4 separate regions of the Mus musculus genome follow, and all the other regions are linked to region 3. The links are chromatin contacts, called in public promoter capture Hi-C maps. All regions are on one chromosome and are shown on one strand. Each heading gives the region's core, a stretch centred on a gene start, on an enhancer-like site or on the middle of the called end of the contact. The rest is flanking DNA. Distances are from core to core; before and after follow the strand shown. Region 1 holds the start of Csrnp3 (cysteine-serine-rich nuclear protein 3). Region 2 holds the start of Scn2a (sodium channel, voltage-gated, type II, alpha). Region 3 holds the start of Grb14 (growth factor receptor bound protein 14). Region 4 holds the start of Scn3a (sodium channel, voltage-gated, type III, alpha).

What was found. Promoter capture Hi-C pulls out the DNA fragments that hold promoters and counts their contacts.
Region 1: a promoter capture Hi-C map of pre-B cells shows a contact between it and region 3, with 4 times the contacts expected there. The contact joins the promoter of Csrnp3 here to the promoter of Grb14 in region 3. A contact is called at or near these places in 2 of 39 promoter capture datasets (hippocampal neurons and pre-B cells).
Region 2: a contact with region 3 is called in a promoter capture Hi-C map of pre-B cells, with 5 times the contacts expected there. The contact joins the promoter of Scn2a here to the promoter of Grb14 in region 3. A contact is called at or near these places in 9 of 39 promoter capture datasets (the 3T3-L1 cell line, the C10 cell line, cranial neural crest and 5 more).
Region 4: a contact with region 3 is called in a promoter capture Hi-C map of pre-B cells, with 9 times the contacts expected there. The contact joins the promoter of Scn3a here to the promoter of Grb14 in region 3. A contact is called at or near these places in 8 of 39 promoter capture datasets (the 3T3-L1 cell line, 3T3-L1-derived adipocytes, hippocampal neurons and 3 more), 1 of 15 datasets of contacts at CTCF or cohesin (large pre-B cells), 4 of 484 Hi-C or Micro-C datasets (the N1E-115 cell line, cardiomyocytes, large pre-B cells and 1 more) and 2 of 9 other capture datasets (adipose tissue and liver).

The regions. Positions count from the first base shown.
Region 1 is chr2:65,844,041-65,847,347 of GRCm38.p6, reverse strand. It overlaps Csrnp3 (cysteine-serine-rich nuclear protein 3), which reads right to left and starts at 1,581. Exons shown (of 7, transcript NM_153409.5): 1 at 1,464-1,581.
Region 2 is chr2:65,619,357-65,622,709 of GRCm38.p6, reverse strand. It overlaps Scn2a (sodium channel, voltage-gated, type II, alpha), which reads right to left and starts at 1,941. Exons shown (of 27, transcript NM_001346679.2): 1 at 1,695-1,941.
Region 3 is chr2:65,021,366-65,024,760 of GRCm38.p6, reverse strand. It overlaps Grb14 (growth factor receptor bound protein 14), which reads left to right and starts at 1,995. Exons shown (of 14, transcript NM_016719.1): 1 at 1,995-2,301. The coding sequence starts at 2,117.
Region 4 is chr2:65,565,688-65,568,902 of GRCm38.p6, reverse strand. It overlaps Scn3a (sodium channel, voltage-gated, type III, alpha), which reads left to right and starts at 1,411. Exons shown (of 27, transcript NM_001355167.1): 1 at 1,411-1,637. All of the region lies in intron 2 of Gm34833 (a long non-coding RNA gene), which reads right to left.

The DNA.
Region 1 (3,307 bases), core at 332-2,831, 820 kb before region 3:
ATGGTTCAAAACAAACCATAGGAGAGATCAACATAACATCTGATCTTAATATCTGTTTAAAGATATTAAGTATGTTTAGGAAGTTCAAAGGAAATATTCATTAACTTGAGTAATCTTTACCCACTATCCAGCAGTATTTCCTTCCCGTTTAATTTCTTAAGAATTTGTTGTGTTTGTACCATCTTATTCAAAGGGTTGTACCACCCATCTTCCAAAATCAAAGCAAAAATAAGACCAAATTTTCTTAGAAATTACAGTCATTCTTAGTAAGTTTTAATTCATTCAAAGGCAGCAAAATATTTACATCACTATTATGATTGTGTTTTACTCCAGTCAACAGGTATTAATTGGATGCCAATGTGTCCATGACTGTACTATTTTTTAAGACCTCAAAGGTAATGAGTTCCTCTCAGACTTAAATGATCTTATAAAATATAATCTACAGAGGAGCTAGTGTTGTGGAATAAAATTATTTTTGCCATCTTTATTACCATAAATATAACATTTAGTCCGTACTGCTAAAAAAAAATCTTTCCTGGTTTTCATAAAAGAAAATAAAACTTAATGCCAGGCATTATAAGCAGCTAGTAAAGTCAAAACTTTAGGCGTACTAACACATAACTGCTGTGAGGCTTTTGCCAGCAGTGTGTAGTGGAATTTCTTAACTTGACGTATCTGATGCATAAATGAAACGTGTCGGTCAGACCCTACTTTTCACAGCAAAGTCTCGTCTTTCTCAATTAGGCTTCCGTGCTTTTAAAGGAAAACCGTCCCGTGCATGTTGACAGCTACCGATAGATCTTTACTTCATCACCACATGGAAGCTTCACATTTGCTGACAAATGCTGCAGCTACTCGGCACCAGATGCACAGAACGAAGAGGGTTTGCATGCACATAGATCGTTCATTCAAAGTCTAGGCTAAAAGAAACTATAAACAAACAAACAAAAAAATCATAAGCTCCTTGCTGGGTCCTAAATATAAAGACCCCCATACTGAATCCAGTATGTTCTGAGAAGGCTCCATTTTCTCAGGACCTGTGGAATCTATCAAGCTTTGCTCATGCCTCCTTTGGTTTCCATGAACACAGCCTGATAAAAACACACAAAGACACAGGATTTTATCCGTCCGTTGTGCGTTTGCTTAGATGGCTAATCCGGAAAAGACAAGTTCCTCAGGGTTTTGTGCCTTTTGTATTTAAATCGGAAAAGGGTTTTTGCAAACCCAAGAGCTGCTCATCTAGGCTTCCCGTAGTCACTCGAGGGACAGGTTTTTCGGGAAGCGCCTTTAGGATTCCCACATTCCCTAAGATGCTTCTACTAGAACCGAGCATTTCCCTTTAAAAAAAAAAAAGAAAGAAAGAAAGAAGGAAGGAAGGGAAAAAGAAAGAAAGGAAGGAAGAAAGAAGAAAAGAGAGAAAGAAAAGAAAAATAAATTTCTTTTCGTCTTTTTTTTTCTCTTACCTGTAAATATGGTCTCTGTACTTGGGCTCCAGCAGAACACACTGAGAAGAGCTCACTCCGCCCTTCATCCATCAGGCCGCAGCCAACCAATAACAAAAGCCAGATCCTGGCGTCCTCCAGCTCTTGCCGCCTGCCTGCTCTCAGTCCTTGCTCCCTCCCACCTCGAGCTTTTAGAGGACAAATCCCTGCAGCAGAGGGAGGAAGGCAGTGGGGAAAAAAAATGAAAAATGGAGAGACAGAACAGAGAAGAAAAATATTTCAAACAACAGCCAGCTGGAGTCAAAAGTCTTGTTTTGGATGTAGGAAATCAGGGTTAATCTATGCCTTGCCCACCATAAGTCAAAGCAAGCACCGAGGAAAGCCTAGGTAAATCGCCTGTTTCCCCTCACCCTACTGATTTTTTCCCTTTAGTAGAAAAAACATATACACGTCCTCATTGCACGTTTTGAGTTATAGGCAGAGAAAGAGACTGACCATCAATATTGCCTTTTCAAAGGATCCAAGGGAAATGAATCAAGCATGACATCTCTTACTGGTGACATGACAACCTCTGCTTGGCAGTGTTTCTATTCATAGTTCTGGGGCCAGATCAGCAGAATACACATTTTTCAAACAGAGTAGAAGAATATTCAAATAATTTGGAGTTGTGTGGTTTGTACAACTTCCGATTCCTTAGATAGCGGCATTAATTTGTGAATACTGGAGCTTGTTAAAGATTAAAGAGGCATCGGCCACTTGGTTGCAAAGCCCCAAAATGGCTAATTGGACTCTAATTTTGCTCTAATAACCCTGGGCAAAATCATTTCACTTCTGAACTGAAAGGCATAGCATGAATCAAAGAACAATTGAGGAAAACATCAGATTAGATTTATTTAAGGCAGCAAAGCAAATTCATATGCAGCTTTGGGGAGGGGGGGAGGAATTGCTTTAAGAGAGGTCTCACTAAGCTGCTGTGGCTAGCCTGGAACTCACTAAGTGAACTACCTAGGCTGGCCTCAAACATAAAAGAGACCTGCCTGCCTCTGCCTCCTAAGTGCTGGGATTAAAGGCCAGTGATATCACAAGTAGCCAAGAAAGCTAATTAAACGAATGAACAACAACAGACCCTAATAAAGCAAACCAGTATTCTTTGTATTTAAAAACGCTACTAATTGAATCAGGGAGAGAATTCAGTGGGCAAAGGCTCTTGCTCCCAAACCTGACAACCTGAGTTTAATCCCCGGGCTCCATGTATTAGAAAGAGACAATGACTTCTTGAAAACTGAACTCAGATATCTACACCAGTGCCATGGCATGGGAACACACATACACACACACACACACACACACACACACACACACTTAATATAAAATGTAAAACTCGCTGCTGATTGCAGTCATTTGATGAGATATTCTAAGAAAGCTTCCTTGAGAAGACATGAATTGATGGTTGTTTTCTTTTTATTTGTGGTGTGTGTGTGTGTGTGTGTGTGTGTGTGTGTGTGTGTGTGTAGGCTCTAGGAGGAATCTAGAGTTGGACGTATACGTTGTGAGCTGCCTGAGGTGGTTGATGGGAAATGAACTCTAACCCTGTAGAGGAGCTACAATCTCTTGAGCACTGAGCTACATTCCCAACGACTTTTCCCTCACCCAGTGTCCTTCTTGTCCCTCACCCATGTCCACATATAGATATATCTATGGGTCTGGTTCTGCAGTTTCATAGGTCAATGGCTTTATGGGAATTAAACCAAGGGGAAGAAGAGGAGGCAAACAGGGAGATTTCTTTATGTATGGAGGTACCTGGTCCAAGGACACACCTTGGATAGTCTAGAGATAATGGTACAGAAGACAAAGAAAAGTGACTG
Region 2 (3,353 bases), core at 692-3,191, 600 kb before region 3:
TCTATAAGGCTGTTTGTCATTCAGGAGCACAAGGTAGATAAAGTCGCCAAATCTAAAGTGAAAATACAATATTAAACAACAGTCTCCACAAATGTTTAACTGAGCTGTTGTCTTTTGGCTTTTGGAAGGACCCTGGAGAAAATTTAGTCCTGTGTATGTTTATCCACTGAGTAATACACACTGAAAGGAATTATTTTACAGAATTTGCCAAGCCAACATCCCCCAGAGTCAATATCAGTAGACCTGGATTAGGCCTGGAATATGTTAACAGTGGAGATAATTGCTGTAGGAGATTTTGAAGCCTGCCAATCAGGGTCCTAAGTCTTACCTACTGCTTTTAATTTAACAGGAACTCTGAGTGTAATATTCCACTTAATGTAAAACCCACATAACCTCTCAGCCACTGTTGCTCTTCTCTAAATGGAAGATGGATACATGCCAAATAAAAATCTGTGATTCTAAATAGCATCCTATTTATTGAACTCTGTATAACGGAAAACTCGTCATAGATTCTACATATTCAAATAATATTTTTTCAGTATTCCTAAACATCCCGAAAACTCACAGATTTCACAACCTCAAACATAGCATAACTACCTTTTTATAGGAAAATGATGACTGAGATAGAAACATCTCAAATGCATGCACCCTCACTGCCTGCCTCCTACACCACACACACACACACACACACACACACACACACACACACACACACGTCTTTCAACAAGAGAGAGTGAAGCAGTTAACAATCTTGTAAAAATATTCCTATTTTTTTAATTTATTCAAATCAATCCAAATGTTGAGCCAAATGGCAACCAATGGCTTTTGTATACGACATTTCTATATTTCATTTTCTGCTTCTACTGATAATCATAAAGAAAGTCTTTAATCATAGGAACCAGGATAAAAAGGAAGGTTGTTACCATTTCCACCTCCTGAGTCATTCTACTCTTTAGCTAACATCACGTGACCTAAAATTGTTTAAAATGTGAACACTTTTCACAATGGAACTATTCTAAATGCCCACTGTCTTTTTTTTTTCACAGATAAGGATAATCCATTTTCCCCCAGCAATTAATTAGTTTCCACTGTTCTCCTCCTAAGGGGGGAGGGGGGAGTCCAGTGCTGTCACTCGGAATCTATTAAACACATTACATCAATCTTCACTCGTGGGCTAGCAGTGACTTGCATACCGTTCTAAAAGGTTAAAACAAAAACATAAAGAATCCCAACATCCTAGCAGCAGCAATTGTTCAAAAGGCCTTGGGCTCAGGATGCTGAGGTAGCTCTAAAACTGTGCCCAGGATGCTCAGCCGTGGGCTCTGGCAGAGCCACTGCCATGTTAGTCTGCTTCATTACATCTCTATGATTTGTTCAACGCATTAAACATCAGTATTTCCCTTGTGAGAAGAAGGCCCATCCCTCACTCTGCAAGCTTTATCTTTTGATGTTAAACAAATACAGCCACAGAAATGAAAGGCTAAGAAGCCGAAGAAAACATTGAAAATACAACATGGCACAGCCAGTGATCATTTTAGCATAGGAAGGTTTTTAAACGCAGAACAGCCAGAATTAGAGCATTTGAGCCTTTGAGTTCTGCATACAACATTACAAAGCACATCTTATTTTAAATGCCATCATTTGGCAGAATCGTGATTCACTGATGCAACAAAAATAGAATCATGCTTGCTTACCTGAAATAAAGGGAATGGTACTCATAGCACAGAATCCATGTGCGTGTTGAATATAACCAGTCTCCAACGCAGGTTTCTAGAATTCAGCCTACAGCAGAAAGTAAAATCTCACATGTGCGATAATAATATCCTTACTAAAGAGAAAAAGCCAAGACAGGGCGATCACTGCATCCTCTCTGCTTCTGCCTTAGCTTTCTGTTCTGACACTCAGTCACTCGATGGTACCCACTGTCAGAAAACAGCATGCTAAATTAAAATAAATAAATAAATAAATAAATAAATGTAGGAGAGGAGCGTCTTGCATGACAGCTCCATCTCCTGGCCACAAGTGGAATCGCTGTAATTTCAAGTTCCTTTGGCAAAGCAACATTCAACACATAAGATTAAATGGTGTATAGTTCAGAATTCTAATGTACTCTAATTCAACTATTCTAGTTAGTTACAAATTGAACACTAAAATGTCATTATACTTTGTGGTTTTTTAAAATGTAGTTTAACATTTGGAGTTTGATTTATTTTTATTATGTTTAAATGAAATCTGAGTTTTCAGAACATTATGGAAAAGAGCTATATGAAACTAATTGTAATTATTAATCATGTCATTATTGGTTATCTTTTTGTGAGGAAGTATATTGTCTTAAGAGATAAGCTTGTTGTTAACAGAATGATGGATTTATGAAAAGACAAAAACCTCGGTCAATCAAACTTTCTGAAACATCTCGAACCATATAGGCAATCTGAAATGTGATAATTGTTCTATACCATAGTCTGAAGCAAGGCCTCATTGGGAGGGTAGGAGCAGAATTCAAAGTTCCCCACTTGTTAAGTAAGTTAGAAAACCAAAGTTTTGCTGAGTATATGACCTGTTCAATACATATTAGTTTATGTACTTATTTTTTTCGTGCTTAATTTTCTACAATTGTTTATGAAGTTCTGAGTCACAAACTACTTGAAATTTAAAAAGTCTATCTGCTGTCTTTTTCTCAAAACCAACTTCATCAAACAGGGTCAAGTACCAATTCAGAGATTCTGGTGCTGTCCGTGGTGCTGAAAGCCAATTACACGCTCTCTTGCAGTGTTCCAAGATTTTCTGCCAGCTGACATAAAATCTTGGTAAAATACGATTTAAAAAAATAATAATGATCGTTTCATTATTAGAAAGATTGCTCAGAGGTTAAGATCATTCACTGCTCTTGCAGAGGACCTCCACATTAAAACCAAAATCTAGGCATGTGCCCAGAATTGTGCTCATACCCCTGCCCTCACTGAATCTATTCTTGTTTCTTTACAGTCACTTCAATTTGCTCACTTTTATAAGCCTGGATCCTTAACACGTACCTGAAACACGAATTATTCCCAGATAATGAATGGATGACTGTCCTAGAAAAATAGCTTGTGCATTACTTTTGTATTTTCATTGTACATATACTTGTATTTTTGTGCTTTAATTCCTATGTTTCCTTTAATATGCATGCCCGTCATAAAGCATAAAAGTCAATGAAGTAAATAGCATGCATTTTCATTAAGCTATCTAAAATATGTTTTGATCTCTCTCTCTCTCTCTCTCACACACACACACACACACACACACACACACACACACACACACACACTTGGACATACTGAGACTATATGTTGAATTTATTGGTTAAACAATGT
Region 3 (3,395 bases), core at 746-3,245:
GTCTTCTTGGAGGAAGCCAGGAAGGAACTCTTCTGTGCTGGGCAGAGCTTGAGCACATGGAGACCTCAAAGCCTGTTTACACAGAGACACACTTCCTTCAGCAAGGCCACAACTATTCCAACAAGGCCATACCTCCTAACAGTGCCACTTTCTATGGGCCAAGCATATTCAAACCACCACTCAGTGCTTTGCCATTAAATGCATTTAAAGCCCACATGTATAGTGATAAGCTTTAGCTAAGACCATTAGTATTAGCTTTATCCCCCAGGGAAGCCACTCTTTTGTTCTGGGTTGGCCACTGCCTTTTATAAGGACTCCTGGAAGCCACAGCTTCCACACAGTCATGGACATTCATGCTGTTTTAATTCTTAATTTAGACTTTAGGAAGATGAAGAAGTTGATTATTACCTATTTTGTGACTCAAGTGTTCTCAGTTCGTGGAGTGGTTATAACCAGGAAGCATGCCAATTTTAACCCCAGTTGTCATCAGAGTTTGGGGCTGACATTCTGATAGGGGATATACTCAAGCAGGACAACAAGGATGGCTCACTTTTTCAGGAGGGATGTTTATCTTGCCATGGACAGAAGAAGTGGAGGTTGACTTAGGGAAACAGGTGCCAGGACCAGATGATATCTAAGTTGGTCAGAGAACAAAGAGTGTGTAAACTCTCTGAAAGTCCTCCACGGTGCACAGGATGTAGGATACTTCATGAAAAGCAGGGACAGAAGTCCGGATTTCAGGGTATGGTTGCTGCATCCTGGAAGAACACAATGCCTCTACTGTTTCATTGCCTAGGTTGACATGGAAGCTTATGGGATGAATCCTGAGTGCATCTGTTAACTAAGAGCTAAGCAGGGCCTTGCCCTGGGTTGCTTGGGGACCCTAATATTCTTATGTATAAAATGAGGCAAGTAGTAGATTCATGGAATAGTTAGGAGAGCAAGGCAGAATGTGGAAAATATGAGAAAGATGCTCTCATTAAAAAAAGAAAAGAACTGGGCAGTGGTGGCACAGGCCTTTAATCCCAGCACTTGGGAGGCAGAGGCAGAGGCAGGCAGATTTCTGAGTTCGAGGCCATCCTGGTCTACAGGGTGAGTTCCAGGCCAGACAGGGCTACACAGAGAAACCCTGGTCTCCAAAAACCAAAAAAAAAAAAAAATTAATTAATAACTAAGTAAAAATATAAAAAATAAATAAAAAGAAAAGAAAAGAAAGAAAGAAGGAAAGAAGGAAAGAAGGAAAGAAGGAAAGAAGGAAAGAAGGAAAGAAGGAAAGAAGGAAAGAAAGAAAGAAAGAAAGAAAGAAAGAAAGAAAGAAAGAAAGAAAGAAAGAACGAACACAAGGAAAAAACTCTATTAATAATCCCAGGCACCTTGAGATTCATTCAGGTTTTACTGAGAATTCTCACCAGTTCAAAGGAGTTTTTCTAAGACAGCAACCCTGATTTTTCCTCACTTTACTCCATCTCTTGCCACGGAGGAAAAGGAAAGGGGTGGTGGGGGAGGGAGCGCGGGGTGGGGGGCGGGACTGGAGAATACATTGCCCTAAGATTTCCTCCTGGTTTGCCAGTACTGTGGGTCTGTCTTGATGATCAAGCCACAGCTTAGGTGATCTCCCGTGGCCCTACTGGCACGGAAGGGTCTAAGGACCAGTTCTGCCTGGACCCAGGCAGATTGGAGGTCGGTCCTCCTAGCCCAGAGTGGCACTCGGCCCGCGGGACTTTCAGCCTTGTGCTGGGTCACCCACTTGGGAAAGCGGCGGTGGGACTTAGGGAGCCTGAGGTCGAGGTCCCCACGCTTCAGGAGAGTGACACCAGCGCCCCCGAGTGCCCGGGCTACGCGCAGGGCCCGCCAGGCTGGCGCTCCATCCTCCCCGCCCCCCAGCACCGCTCTTCCCGGTCCCCACCCTCTACGTCCCCACCCTCCTCCTCCGCCCCCGCCCCTCCCCCGCTCCCCGCCCCACCGCGTCCCAGCCGCCCTGGCCGTGAGCGCAGGCGGCCCTGCCACCGCACCTGCAAGGCGCTCGCTGCCTGCAACCGCTCGGCTCTGCTCGCCCCCAGCCCTTCGTAGCTTTCGCCTCGCGGTCGATGACTCCCTAGACCCCTGGCCTACGACCATGACCACGTCCCTGCAAGACGGGCAGAGCGCCGCGGGCCGGGCAGGCGCCCAGGATTCGCCGCTGGCAGTGCAGGTGTGCCGCGTTGCCCAGGGCAAGGGAGACGCCCAGGACCCGGCGCAGGTCCCCGGACTGCACGCGCTGTCCCCCGCCTCCGATGCGACCCTCCGCGGTGCCATAGACAGGTAGGCAGCTTCGTGGTGGTGTCCGGGTCAGCAATCCGCTCTTGGGGTATGGAGGCGGCCCAGGGGTGAGTGTGTGCCCAGAGCCGGACCAAGTTTGGAAAGTGTCTGAAGACAATTCCCTTGGAGCCAGATCCCGCGGGGTCAGGAGGGCACCACGATCTCCAGGTGCCCTGTTATAAATAGCATCACGGGGTGGTGGAGAGCGGTCTGTCTCACCTTTGCCCTTTGGGGTGAACCAGAAGGCTTCACTCCAGACTGACCACATTCAGCTGCTGGGTGGCCCTTTTCCTATTACACTATAGGCTTCAAAAATCCAAGCTTGAATGTGTTCACCTCCCACGTAGATAGAGTCTTCCAAGGACCCGGGAGAGGCAGAGCAGGGGTTGACATTTGAGCCGTCTTTATGTTCCACAGGAAAGGGCAGCGGCTTTCCAAGGTTTCTCATCTCCACAGCAATGAGCATTAAGTGCCTTTGGAGTTGTCATACTTAGGAAAGAAAAAGGCGAGAAGAGCTTAAGAATCCGTGGCTTTTTGCAGTCGCACATCTAAATACCACTCCTGCTTCTTTGTCAGGATTTGCAAAGCGCTCTGACTTCAGTCAAGTTAAAATAACTCCCCAGTGGCCTAGCGTTACATTCCTGCTAACACATTCTATTGACTTACCTTCCCAGAAGGACTGCCTTGGTGTTCTGTATCTATAAGCACTTGAAAAATTAGCAGACTGTGTGTGGGCAACATTGTGAATGAAATTCGAAGTGAGATGAACCACATCTATATTTAATAAATCATAACTTCCAGCAGTGATGAGTAAAAAAAAAATCCTGGGGATGAGTTTACTGGATGTAACTTACAGATTTTGTCAATTTAATAGGAGCCAGGAAATGGCACACTCCCCTGGGTAATGTTTGCATAAATCATGATGTAGCCTGTGTTGGTGTTCAGGAAAGCCCTAAGTACAGGAAATGGAGTGTCAATGCCTCCCAAGGCTTTTCTTCTTCTTCTTTTCTTTTTCTGTGAGATGGGGTGGGGGAGGTGGTATAGAATTATTTGTGGTAATTGGCATATTTTATTTTTGACCCATGGGCACGACATCC
Region 4 (3,215 bases), core at 162-2,661, 540 kb before region 3:
CTACCCTACCTATGAACAGCTGAAGCAGGACTGGGTGGTCCTGCAGATCCAAGCTGCAGGATCGCCACCTTATAGGGCAACGACAGGATATCTGAGCGGAGTCCCGGTGAGGATCCAGGATTGATGGAGTAGCAGAAGCCAGAGGCCTCGAACCAGACCAATGACTCACTGCAATGACACACCTCAGCTTCCAAGGTGAGAGATCTTCTTTCTTTCTTTCTTTCTTTCTTTCTTTCTTTCTTTCTTTCTTTCTTTCTTTCTTTCTTTTTCTTTCTTTCTTTCTTTCTTTCTTTCTCTCTCTGTCTCTCTGTCTCTCTGTCTCTCTCTCTCTCTCTCTCTGTCTCTCTCTCTCTCTTTCTTTCTTTTGGGAGATGTTGCAGGGGCAGAAGGCTGATACAAAGGGATGGGGAGATGAGTAGGATTGGGGCTAATGATGTGAAATTCACAAAGAATCAATAAGAATTTTTTTAAAAAATCCTCACCGTCCAAGACCAGGCCTGCTACGGTGCTGATTCTACCCCAGCAGTGGGGACAGAGGCGGGGAGTTTGCTGCTTCAGTCTAATTCCATGTTTAATGAGATAATTTTTCTCTAAATGTGAAAAGTAAAACCAAAAACTGCTGTTAAGAGCCCCCTCAACTCACAAAAGTCATTTTCCCTTTGACTACGTGATTCTGTTTCAATGTCGCAAGCATTTGCTGCCCTAATGTCTCAAAGGCTGAGCTAGAGGTAGATCACGGAAGACCCCTGAGGTCAACCCCCACCTACGCTGCCCCTTCATGAGCACATACACACCCCCTAAAGGAGCACATATATATGCCACACACACCTAAAAAATAATAAATAAATAAATAAATAAATAAATAAATAAATAAATAAATAAGGTATTCAGATCAGAGGTTGTCTTCAAAACCAAAACAAAAGAAAGAAATAAAAAATATGAAAAGTTTACATCTGCATATATGTTGTACTATTTTCTAAGAAACCAGATTTTTCACCTTGTGTGGAGGGGGACCTCATCTTGGAAGAGCAGACTTAGAGAAGATTTTATGAAAACCTGTGATTCCTAATCAAACAACTAGAAAATTAAAAAGTAAATACATAAAGAGGCGTGAAAGGTTAACTGTGCACACTCGTGTGGTAGCTAGGTTACCCCCCACCACCCCCCCCCCCCGCCTCCATCATCTCTCTGCTGTCACCGTGGGGCCCTTACATGATTCATAATGTTTCCATACAGGTTTGCCTCCTGCCTTCCGAAGAGATGGAGAATAATAGGAGTGTTTTGTCGTTTGCGCAATGGCGTGTGTCTGCCAGTAGATGGCAGTAACACGTTGAATGCTGCCAGCTTTTTCTTTTTCTTTCTTTTTTTTTTTTTTTTTTCCTTCCAGGGCCGTTTTCTGATATATGTTGGGTATCATAGAGTGAATCTCAGAACAGGAAGCGGAGGCATAAGCAGAAAGGATTCTGGAAAGGTCTCTTTGTTTTCATATCCACAGAGAAAGCAAGAAAAAAAAATTGAATGTAATTTGCAAATCCCTGTGGCCCAAATCTGAAGAACTACTGGGGGTGGCACGTTCCATTCTAACCATCTTGGATGCTGTCCTTTGTTGAGCTGTGATTCCTAAGGCTCTCCATCAGGTAAGCTGACAAAACATTTAATTATTTGCACCGTAGAATCTAGCCACCAGATCATCTTCTCATTTTAAAATCCTCCCCGTGCTGCCATTTTTAAAAGCCTAATGTTTAGATGTAAATTATAAGAACTAAAGGTATCATTTGATTTGTAAACTGCTTACTATTATTCCTTTATCTTTCAAAGGAAACAGCCTCTGTCTGGAAATGGTGACTTACAATACAGACTAGGAATTAAGGAGTGTGTGTCTGTGAAAGAAACAGATGTTTGGGGTTCATTGTATAGAGAGAACATCTGTTTTGTTAGACTTAATGTCAACCCACTAGATTTCAGGACGACACCGCCTATTCGGCATCTTTAAATCATTAAATGCTCAGTGAGATTGGAGCTACCTTTTCTGTGCTTTATTTTTTTTTTAAATTCAATTTAATTTTATTTACTTAGAAGCTCTGGAGAAGCCATATACAGACAGTGATATCAATATATAAGGGTGTTTGGCTATTTAGACATTCTTATTTTTCTTAGAAATTTATCAGCATAGAGGGAAAGAGACCACCCAGAGTAACATTAAAATACATTTGATTTGGTAAAAGTGAAATGATCCATGAATTCCTGTATGTCCCATACCCTCCTGTTTTGTTACCTTTTAACAGCCAGAAGCTTGAGAGCTGGGTAGGTTTCTTTCCTTCCTGGAACATTTCATGGTTGGTTTTTATTATCAGTACTATTACTACCAATCACCAGGAAAACTCACTTGAGACCAAATGAGAATAATTTACATTGTGTAGAGTCTGTGCCTGTCACTGAAATGTTTTACACCACACTCATAATGTTCCATTCAGTGATCACACTGCTACATTAGCAGAAGACCTACAGGCAGTAGTGGAAAGACAAGTTTTTAAGATTACAAAGCTCTCTCTCTCTCTCTCTCTCTCTCTCTCTCTCTCTCTCTCTCTCTCTCTCATGTGTGAGTGTGTGTGTGTGTGTGAGTGTGTGTGAGTGTGTGTGTGTGTGTGTGTGTGTGTGTGTGTGTGTGTGTGTGTGTGTGTGCAATAGGTAGTGTAATGTCTCTTGTGAGGACAAAGATGAAGCCATTAGTGTTTGTGAGGAGAATCTGCATGGAAATATTACATCTAATCTATTCTGAGCAGTGTGTCCTGCAAGAAATACAGACCCGTGATATCAACCCAGGCTTTGGTCGGTACTAAACAAAGGGCCTTAAAACAAACAAACAAACAAAAAAATACCTTGGGGTACCTGAAGTATATTTTCTCATCATGTTGGCGAACAAACCAAGCAATCTCACTCAGTAAATGACATCGGGAGGCAATACACTCCCCCTTAAAACATTTCAAAATAGTGTCTGCCTCAGCAGAAAGCCCTTGTCTCACATATTTCAGAGCTCCGACTGACTATAGGATGTAAAGAAAAATGTTTTCTTGGAAAGGGTTTTCAGAAATAAATGCTAATTGGCTCAGATGTATTGTACAGTACCCGCCACGCCTGCAGGTGATTGAAAGTGAGTAACTTCGTGCTTTGTAAATGCCAGAGCTGGTTGATTGGACTAGTTTGCATTTATGAAT